Linked DNA regions of Mus musculus: regions 2 and 3 are each linked to region 1. A link is a contact called in public ChIA-PET and Hi-C data. All regions are on one chromosome and are shown on one strand. The core of a region is the stretch at or near the end of the contact, and the rest is flanking DNA. Distances in the headings are between cores, read along the strand shown.

The links. A called contact is a pair of places that touch in the nucleus more often than the background predicts. ChIA-PET counts read pairs in DNA pulled down with a chosen protein or histone mark.
Region 2: a contact with region 1 is called in an RNA polymerase II ChIA-PET map of memory CD8 T cells, with 26 read pairs. The contact joins the promoter of Snupn here to the enhancer-like site in region 1. A contact is called at or near these places in 3 of 39 promoter capture datasets (hippocampal neurons, pre-B cells and stem cell-derived epiblast-like cells), 2 of 484 Hi-C or Micro-C datasets (CD4 T cells and CD8 T cells) and 4 of 115 datasets of contacts at active chromatin or transcription factors (embryonic stem cells, large pre-B cells, memory CD8 T cells and 1 more).
Region 3: a Hi-C map of CD8 T cells shows a contact between it and region 1, with 3 times the contacts expected there. The contact joins the promoter of Lman1l here to the enhancer-like site in region 1. A contact is called at or near these places in 1 of 484 Hi-C or Micro-C datasets (CD8 T cells) and 1 of 115 datasets of contacts at active chromatin or transcription factors (pancreatic cancer cells).

Annotation. Positions count from the first base shown.
Region 1 is chr9:57,338,331-57,341,649 of GRCm38.p6, forward strand. No RefSeq gene overlaps it. Among named protein-coding and RNA genes, the nearest start is that of Gm39343, 30 kb to the left of the region's middle. Within about 2 kb of position 1,706, at least 103 of the 459 cell types and tissues checked have an H3K27ac peak or open chromatin away from gene starts, as enhancers often do. A contact at or near this core is called in CD8 T cells, memory CD8 T cells and pancreatic cancer cells, where this site is marked.
Region 2 is chr9:56,949,292-56,952,610 of GRCm38.p6, forward strand. Snupn (snurportin 1) reads left to right here and starts at 1,617. Exons shown (of 9, transcript NM_178374.4): 1 at 1,617-1,662.
Region 3 is chr9:57,619,135-57,622,453 of GRCm38.p6, forward strand. Lman1l (lectin, mannose-binding 1 like) reads right to left here and starts at 1,640. Exons shown (of 13, transcript NM_199222.3): 1 at 1,359-1,640. The coding sequence starts at 1,536.

The sequences.
Region 1 (3,319 bases), core at 456-2,955:
GGGGGTGATGTCCAGCACCATTGAAGGCTAGAAGCTGTTAGACATGATCTCCTAGGTGGGTGTGAAGTTCAAGGGGGTCACAATACAGGGGTTTCTTTGATTACCATAAGGATTCTGTGGTGATTTGAATGAGACAGACCCCACAAGCCATATATTTGACTAAAGTCCTTAGTTGGTGGAACATTAGGGACTGGCCTTGTTGGAGGAGGTGTGTCACTGGGGGGTGACCTTTGAGGTTTCAAAAGTCCATGCTATTCCCAGTGTCACTGTCTCTGCCTTCTACTTTTGGATAAGGATGTGAGCTCTTGGCTACTGCTCCAGCACCATGCCTGTCTGCTGTCATGCTCCCCGCCATGATAGTTAAGAACTCTAACCGTCTGCAGCCATGAGCCCCAAATTAAACACTTTCTTTTATAAGTTGCCTTGGTCATGGTATCCTAGCACAGTGGTAGAACAATAGCCAAGACAGGACCATTCTCCTTTCTCAGTCTCTGACCTAGGGCAGCTCCCTTGAGTCACTGAGCTCTACAGTGGCCTCTGGAAGGTCATCATCACCCAGAATGGCGTCTGTCTCCAGTCAGCATCTGAGTCTGGGAAGAAAGCCAGGGACAGTGCAGCCTTGCTGGGCCACTTATAAGAACCAATGGATCTAAGTCAATAGTGATGGACAAGTGGAGAGCTGTTCTTCATCCAGGCCAAGAGAGATTCAGTATTCAGGTGCAGAGCTGCAGTATTCAGGTGCAAAGAGGCCCACAGCCTCTTGCCTTGGTGCTATTCCCCAGTGCTAACCTGAATGATTTAACCACACCATAGGATAGTGCCTTCCTTGAGGTACTCTGGTGGCTCTGTCACCCTGGGCCCCTTCTTTCCTCCTTTTGGTTGGTTGTTAATGTACCTCTCTGGCACAATTGAGGCTGGCAGGCCTTTGGAAGCCAGGCATGGGAGGGTTGTCTGTCTTGGAAGCCAAATGACTGGGTGGTAGGATGCAGGACGGTTATCAGGCAGGGAGGCTCTTGCTATTCAAGCCAGGAAAAAGAGAGGCAAAGATGGAGGAGACGGTAAGCTGCAAGGTGTGCCCATCTTCAGCCCAGCTTTGCCTTGCTGAGAGCTATGGATCAGAACCAAGCCCCACATGGAGCTTTTACAAGCCAACTCAATAATCTCCCAGGTGAAGAGTGTCAGCGTGAATCAGATAAGTCCCCTGGCTCAGGAAGTCTTGGAGCGCTGAGAGCCAGCAGAACTCTTGCTACCAGAAGACTCAGTTTTCACTGGAGAGGTGCCTGAGTATCTCATCTTCTTGTCCATTGTCATGGTTTCAGTCGCTTTTGAGGAATACATGTAAATGAGCAAATAGGTTACCCCAAAGGAAACCCTGAAGACATTTTGCCTTACACCATCTCTCTCCCTCCTCTCCCACATCCTGCCCACATGTGGGTAGAGGGGCAGGTGATGAAGACTAAATATACGAGCACTCCACCGCTGAGCTGCATCCTCATCCTCAGCCAACTCTCCCTGCCTGGTGAATGGGGGTCTCTTCCACTCTCATGCATAGCACCAAGTGCACAAACATATAAACCTCCCTGTTTCTCTTTCAGTCGACAGCCTGGGGGTGGGACTAGGAGAGTGACAGACAAGGTGGGGAGTGGAGGATGGGTAAGGTGGGCTTGGCAGTTTGTGGTTGTTGCTTCAGAGAAACCACAGAGCCACCTCTTACTCAGAGCAGTCAACAAGGCCCGGATAGGGGGAAATGGCATGCAGGGTAGGCTGTGGGCACTGAGTCACCACCCAGAGGAAAACCACAGGCTTAGGAGCTCAAGACCCAATGAAGGATCTCAGGTGTACTGGGCCCAGAGATAATAGCAAGAGTGAAGATTTGGTCACAGGGAGGCTTCCTTGTCTTAGGATTTAGCCATTCCTCTCTGCCCTCCCACCGGGAAGATGGGAGACAAGTTATTGTTATTGTTAATAGCCTTGTAGAGGCAAGGATTGAATCCACAAGGGTGACAAATGCTCTACCTTCCTCAGCCTCTTTCTTTACTTTATCCTTTGAGATATCAACTTGTTCAAGTTGGCCCAGGTAGGACTTGAAGTTGAGATCTTCCTGCCTCAGTCGCCCGAGTAGCAGGGATTACAGTCTCGGTGACCAGGCTTGGCTCAAGGATGCTTTAGAAAATCCATGTATAATATTATGATTGTAGTCTGATTGAGAAAAGACATGTCTGATACTGTGGTTGGGAAGACTCAGCGGAGTCTTGAGGTTGCTTATCCCACACCTGGAGTCTGATCGCTATCTGTCTCACTCTGAACTCTGTTTGTCTGTCTAGCAGTGGTGCAATTTCTCTGTCACTTTTCTTCTTTCACCTCTGTAGGAAAATGAAAATTTCTGAACTATCAGCTATTTACAATTATTATTATTATTATTATTATTATTATTATTATTATTATATTTTGGTTTTTCGAGACAGGGTTTCTCTGTGTAACCCTGGCTGTCCTGGAACTCACTCTGTAGACCAGGCTGACCTCGAACTCAGAAATTCACCTGCCTCTGCCTCCCGAGTGCTGGGATTAAAGGCGTACGCCACCACGTCCGGCTTTTTTTTTTTTTTTTTTTTTAAGAGAATGTCTCTATGCTTATTTTACATCTTTTTTGGAAGATGGCCTCCTGCTTTGGATGAAGCAGTAAAAACCAACTAACCAACCAACCAACCAAACAAACAAACATGGTAAAACAATGTGAATTGATACCACTGTTGAATGATTCCCATTCTTATATTTTATTTATTTAATTTGTTTTATGTATTTGAGTACACTGTTACTATATTCAGACACACCAGAAGAAGGCATCAGATCAAGTTACAAATGGTTGTGAGCCACCATGTGGTTGCTGAGAATTGAACTCAGAACCTCTGGAAAAGTAGTCAGTGCTCTTAACTGCTGAGCCACCTCTCCAGCCCCCAGGTTCTATCATTCTCATTGTCTTAGTATTTTAATCTTTTTTTTGTTTTGTTTTGTTTTTTGGTTTTTCGAGACAGGGTTTCTCTGTGTAGCCCTGGCTGTCCTGGAACTCACTTTGTAAACCAGGCTGGCCTCGAACTCAGAAATCCACCTGCCTCTGCCTCCCGAGTGCTGGGATTAAAGGAGTGCACCACTACACCCGGCATATTTTAATCTTTTAATGAGACCCCATGCAGTGAGAATTTTGGTTTGTTTAAAAAACACAGAAATATGATGGGAATATGGTTTCGTTTGAATCCCAGGTATGGGATATGGGGTGCTTCACAGCTGCTGACTATGATTTGCCTCCTGCTTTAGCAGAGGC
Region 2 (3,319 bases), core at 367-2,866, 390 kb before region 1:
AGCAGGAATCTCTCCTAAAATGAGTCCCTTACAGCCTCGCTTAATAAGGGCTCACCTGTCACAAATTATATAATAATCCGAGCCGGGTGGTGGTGGCGCACGCCTTTAATTCCAGCACTTGGGAGGCAGAGGCAGGCGGATTTCTGAGTTCGAGGCCAGCCTGGTCTACAAAGTGAGTTCCAGGACAGCCAGGGCTATACAGAGAAACCCTGTCTCGAAAAACCAAAAAAAAAAAAAAAAAAAAAGAAAAGAAAAAATAATAATAATCCGAAGCAGGCCACTTCAGGATGATCAACTGCTAGTTATTAGCTTGTCCCATTATGGTTCCTGACAACCCTGGCCAAATTACTCCCCCACCACCACCCACAGGGCTCCTGACTTTCCAGGAACTCTGCAGACCAGGCTGTCCTTTAACTTAGAGATCTGCCTTTCTCTGCCTCTTGAAAGCTGGCATTAAAGGCATGTGCTAGCACTACCAGCCAGTCCTGCTTTCACCCCCTGTTGTTCGATTACAGGGTGGTGCCACTGCAAGTTTAGCGCAGGCTATACAAACACATTGATTGCTGAGCAACATCCCTAGCCACACCCCAGTTCATTGAGGTGTTAGAAGCAACGCATCTGGCTCACATTATAAGCATTAAGTAGCAAGTCCTGTTTTCATTTTACATGCTAGAAGTCTTACCCTGCAGACACGATGTATGGGTTTGCTTAGGGTCTCCTAAATCTCGGTCACTCATGTAACTACTTTCAAACCGGACTAAGTGCTGCACTCAAATGCTGAACGTTACCTATCAGGAATCGAGCCAGGTCCCTTTCCGCGTCATGTTAGAAAGGAGAATAGGGATAGCAGTGGTGGCGCACGCCTGCACGCCTTTAATCCCAGCACTCGGGAGGCAGAAGCAGGCGGATTTCAGAGTTCGAGGCCAGCCTGGTCTACAAAGTGAGTTCCAGGACAGCCAGGGCTATACAAAGAAAGAGAGAGAGAGAGAGAGAGAGAGAGAGAGAGAGAGAGAGAGAGGAAGAGAGAGAGAAAGAGAGAGAAAGAGAGAGAGAAAGAGAAAGAGAGAGAAAGAAAGAAAGAAAGAAAGAAAGAAAAAGAAAGAAAGAGAGAAGAGAGAGAAAGGAGAGAGAGAAAGAGAGAGAGAAAGAAAGAAAGAAAGAGAAAGAAAGAAAGAAAGAAAGAAAGAAAGAAAGAAAGAAAGAAAGAAAGAAAGGGAAAGGAAAAAGGAAGGGAAGAAACGTTTATTAGTTCGAAACCTGAAAGCCATTCAGAAAATCGCACAAGCAAGACAAAAGGGCTGTCAGTGCAACTCTCGAGTTTGGGCACACCCGGAGAGGTGGCGGCCACGAAGTCACGGTTTTGTCAGTGAAAGGATCCGGGGCAAGTTTGCGATCAGTACTGAAGGCTCCGTATCGCGGACAATCTCGCTAGAATCCCGAAAAAGCCTAAACCAAATCTGGAAGCCCCTCCCTAGGGAGAAGAGTCGCTCAGTTCAGGGCGGAAGTAATGTCCTGCCCGACTCAACTCCCGCGATGCACCACGGTAGGCGGAGCCGGAAGTTCGAGTGCAAGCTTGAGCGGGGCGTGTCTAGCTCCGCTAAGGCACCTAATTGGTCAGTCGGCACAGGCACTGGCGGCGTGCGCGAGTGGTACGGACGTGCGGTAAGTCTGGCCCTGTCTAGTTTGGCGTTCTCTCAGCCGCAAGCTCAAACTTCTTCTGATGACCCAGGGCTGGCTTCGCAGCCGTTACCTGGGGAGGCTGGCCAGTCTTGGGGACTTGGACTTGGCCATATTTTTGTCGTTGTATTCCAGGCAGTCTGGCTCAAACTCATGAGGAACATTTATGTGTGGCAGGGAGAATTCTGTAACCGAAAGACAAACGACTCCATTGCTAGAGAGACAGTAGCGGGGAGGGCGGCAGAGTTCACGGACGTGTGGTGGGAGCATCTATTGGGCTGGAGAAGAGGCTTGGGTGAGCCTGACACTTAGGAATTAGTTCGCTTCTTTTCCTCGGCCTCCTGCCTTGCTGCCATTGCAGGTGTATGACACGTAAGGTCCTGTTAGGGATCATTTCTATGGCATACTTCAGGATACCTTGACGGGGAAGCTCAGTAATTATCTACTGAATACTCCCGGTTATTTTACAAACACTCTGATGCACACCTTAAATCCACACTGATAATAGTCACTTTTAACAAATTTTCTTAGAAAGTATTCTTAGCCGGGTGTGGTGGTTGCATACCTTTAATCTCAGCACTCAGAAGGCAGGCAGGTCTCTATGAGTTCGAGGCCAGCCTGGACTACAAGGAGAGTTCCAGGACAGAAAACCTGTCCCCAAAACAAAACAAAACAGAAAAAAAAAAAAGTATTTTTAATGTCTTAGGATATAGGAATGCAGCTTTCTTCTTTTTCTCCTGGGTTTCAGACCCAAGGCTTGGTGCAAATATGGTGCGCACTTTGGCAAGTACTTTACCAAGTGGAGGTATGGCACCATCCTTTGTTCTTTTATTTGTTTATTTTCCTATATGCATATGTGTATGTGTGTTTTGCCTACATGTCTGCACACCACATGGGTGCCATGCTGGGAAGAAAGTCAGAAGAGAGTTCCAGTTAGTTCCCTGGAATTGGTTTACAGGTGGTCATGAATTACCACATGAAACCCAGGTCCTCTGGAAGAGCAACCAGTACTCTCTTTTTTTTTTTTTTTTTTAACTAGTGCTGTGTGTGTTTTTAAGATTTATTTATTTTTATTTATATGAGTACACTGCAACTGTCTTCAGACACACACTAGAAGAGTGCATCAGATCTCATTACAGATGGTTGTGAGCCACCATGTGGTTGCTGGGAATTGAACTCAGGACCTCTGGCAGAGCAGTCAGTGCTCTGAACCGCCAAGCCATCTCTCCAGCCCCGCAACCAGTACTTTTAACCTAATGGCTGAACCATCTCTCCAGTACCCTTCCACCCTGTCCTATCCTGTCCTGTGCATTCTTGCAAGATGGAAACAGTTGATAACAGTGTAAAGGTACTTCCCACTGCAGAACTGTATATTTGAATGGTTAAGATGCTCACTAACCTCACTCCATCCCCAAATCAATCAAAACCAAGCACTGTCACTGGGCTACAAAGCCAGCTGCTTAGCTACATTGACGGACCAGATTGCAGAACTGGGAATTGGACCTAGGGACATCACACATGCAATGGAAACACTCCTCTATTGAGTTATAATTCCAGCTACCCCCTTTAAAAAACGATTTAGTTTATTACGTGCCTCACTATATGTATGTGTGCCATGTGCTTGTCTAGTGCTCACAGAGGC
Region 3 (3,319 bases), core at 390-2,889, 280 kb after region 1:
TAATCATAGCTGGTGATCTGAGAGGAAATACCTCTGCTCTCCCTCAGGATCGGTGACACCTTGCTTTGGTAAGGCTCTGAGCAGAGCACTGGCTCTGCCCTCCTGTCCCTAAGGCAGCACGTGCCTGTGAAACAGCCCACTCCCTCGTTTATGCCCTGGCCTTCTGTGGAGGAGGTTCAAAGTTCCTGTCGTCTTAGAGCATCTTAGTCAGGAATTGTGCCATTGTTTGAAACTTACATCTAAGAAAAAAATATATACCCGATCTACTCCTCTTTGCCTTTCCAGCTAGGAGGCTCTGAACAAAATCCATGGTGGAGTAAACTTCACCATATATCCGTAAATGAGCCATGTTCCTGGACTCAGTTCCTGTTCCACTCTAACTCAGAGTCTTTGATGCTTTTCTCTTCTTACTCTAATGTAAGATCCTGCGTATTATATAGTTTTGTTTTTTGGTTTTGTTGTTGTGGTGGTTTTTTTTATTGTTGTTTTGTTTTTGTTTTTGTTTTTCGAGACAGGGTTTCTTCTGTATAGCCCTGGCTGTCCTGGAACTCACTTTGTAGACCAGGCTGGCCTCGAACTCAGAAATCTGCCTGCCTCTGCCTCCCGAGTGCTGGGATTAAAGGCGTGTGCCACCATGCCCGGCTATTATATGGTTTTTGATAAGTCATCACAGACCCTTGGTGAACAGGATCGGACAAGTCAGGATTTGGAAGTCCCAGAGCACAGACCTGTGGGCTAAGATCCTCTCATATCCGCTTCCATCTCCACTCAACAGGCAAGGGGAGAGCCTGTACTCGAGGTAACAAAACAGGGGGACACACAGTGCTGCCCTTCCAGCAGACCTCTAGTCCCATGGGATGGAGCCAGCAGAAAAGAGGCTTATCTGGGACACATCAGATGTGTGCATGAATGTATGTGTGCACGCGTGTATGTTTACAGTCCAGAGCAGAGGAAGAGGGGGGCTGCAAATAGAAGCAAGGAAAAAAAAAAAGTCCTGGGGCAAAGAGAAACTGAAGCTGGTACCTGAGAGCTAGGATGTATAACCTGGTCTATATCCATCTGGCCCCTCTCCCCTGAGCCTTGCGACCCTTTGCCCTTCTCTTTAGCTGTGACCCTGTGCTGTCCTACATACCCAGCAGCTTGTTCTGCCGGTGCCTCTGGGTCCTTCACAAATAGACAAAGCAGCTGGGCCTGGGGGAGCAGGAGACAGGTCTGGGAAGGAGGGGGTCCTGGGCCAGGCACTGTCACCTCTGTGTTACCTCTCGAATAGAGCCCCTCACATCCACTGTCCCTCTGACTACAGGCCCGCCAGCACTCTGGAGGACCCTGGACATGGCGAGTCCTCCTTTGCTCCTCACCTCCATGGTGGCTCCAGAAGGGTATCCCAGCCCCAGGAACTGCCAGTCTTGGTCCCTTGAAGCTGAGCTTGTACTCAAACCTGCGTCGAGGAGGGGGCTGGCTCCTTTCAGCACCGTGCAGAACCAGCAACAGGGAAAGGAGGCAGAGGGAAGGTGAGAGGCCTCTGATCTCCAGCATTGCAAAGGAGCTGGTTTCTGGGCACCTGGACGGATCCTGGCTGTGAGGCCAACGATGGGCTATAGGACGCCACGCAGTCAGGCCGGGAGACACCAGGACCTTCCAGGACCAGGATCTAGATTTTTGACTCTATGCTCTCCACCAACCCCCCCAAAACACACATCCTGTTTCTCTTGCAGGTCTGATCTCAGGCCCCACCCTTCCTCACCTCCACTTGAAGCCTTGGCTATCCCCTGGGCTCCTAGCCAACTTGAGCTTTGCCCCTGTTCTTTGGCTTAGGCCATCTTCCTGTTCTTCCTCTGCTCCTTCAGCTGGTGAGAGGATGGTGTGCTCAGGAATGCTTAGTGCCAGGCCCTGCTCTTCCCCAGCCCTGGCTTTCCCTCCTTGTTTGTTTGTTTGTTTGTTTTGGGGGGGGGGCAGTCCTTTGCATCCTGCTCCTTTAAGAGCACATGCATAGCCTGCTCTCTGGTCACTCATCCGACCCCTCTCCCCTGAGCCTTGCGTCCCTTCACCCTTCTCTTTAGCTGTGGCCCTTTGTTGTCTTGCATACCCAATAACTCCTTCTGCCAGTACCTCTGGGCCTTCCACAAACAAAGGGTGTCTTGAAAGACAAAACTGCTGGGCACAGTAGCACATGCCTGTCTCTCAACACTCAGAAGGCTGAGGCAGGAGGACTAGGTTACCAGTCCAGCCAGGGCAACATAATAAAACTCTTAAAAAACAAAAGAAGCTGGGTACTTAGTTGATTGGTTGTTTGTTTGCTTTGGTTTTTCAAGACAGACTTTCTCTGTGTAGCCCTGACTGTCCTGGAACTCCCTCTGTAGACCAGGCTGGCCTTGATTTGCCTGCCTCTGCCTCCAGAGTGCTGGGATTAAAGATGGATAAGGCAGTGGGAGGAAAAGGCTGTAGGGAGAACAAGTACAAATACAAGTTATAAAATATCTTGTTTGGAGTCTAATTTTTTTGTTTTTCGAGACAGGGTTTCTCTGTATAGTCCTGGTTGTCCTGGAACTCACTTTGTAGACCAGGTTGGCCTTGAACTCAGAAATCTGCCTGCCTCTGCCTCCCGAGTGCTGATATTAAAGGCGTGCCCCACCACCACCCAGCTGGAGTCTAATTTTAACCCAACTAGAAAAATAAGATGATTGGGGAAACTGGAGCAATGGGTCGATGACAGCAAAGAATTATGGTTTGATTTTTAGGTGTGATATGGTACTTGAGTTATGGGTTTTTTTTTGTTTTTGTTTTTGTTTTTTTGAGACAGGGTTTCTCTGTATAGCCCTGGCTGTCTTGGAGCTCACTTTGTAGACCAGGCTGGCCTCGAACTCAGAAATCTGCCTGCCTCTGCCTCCCGAGTGCTGGGATTAAAGGCGTGCGCCACAACGCCCGGCTGAGTTATGGTTTTTAAGTACTTAGGAGAAACACATTAAAGCTTTATGGATGAATTCATATGTCTGGGATTTGTTCTCAACTGTCCCAGAGCCTAGGACAAGCCGGTGGTACAGACAATGCAGGCCAGACCTGGGATGGTAACTGTCCAAATGGACAGTTGAGGGTTCATTACATCTTCTGCCTTTTTAAAGCAAGGTCTCATGTCACCCAAGTTGGCCTACGACTTCCTATGATGCTACTGATGACCTTCAAGGTCTTACCTTGTTTGTGCCAAGGTCTAAATTACAGCATTTGTCAACTTGGGTTTTTTTTTTTTTAATTTATGTTTTGAAACAGTATTTTTTGTGTAGCCCTGTCTATCCTAGAACTCACTCTATAGACCAGGCTATTC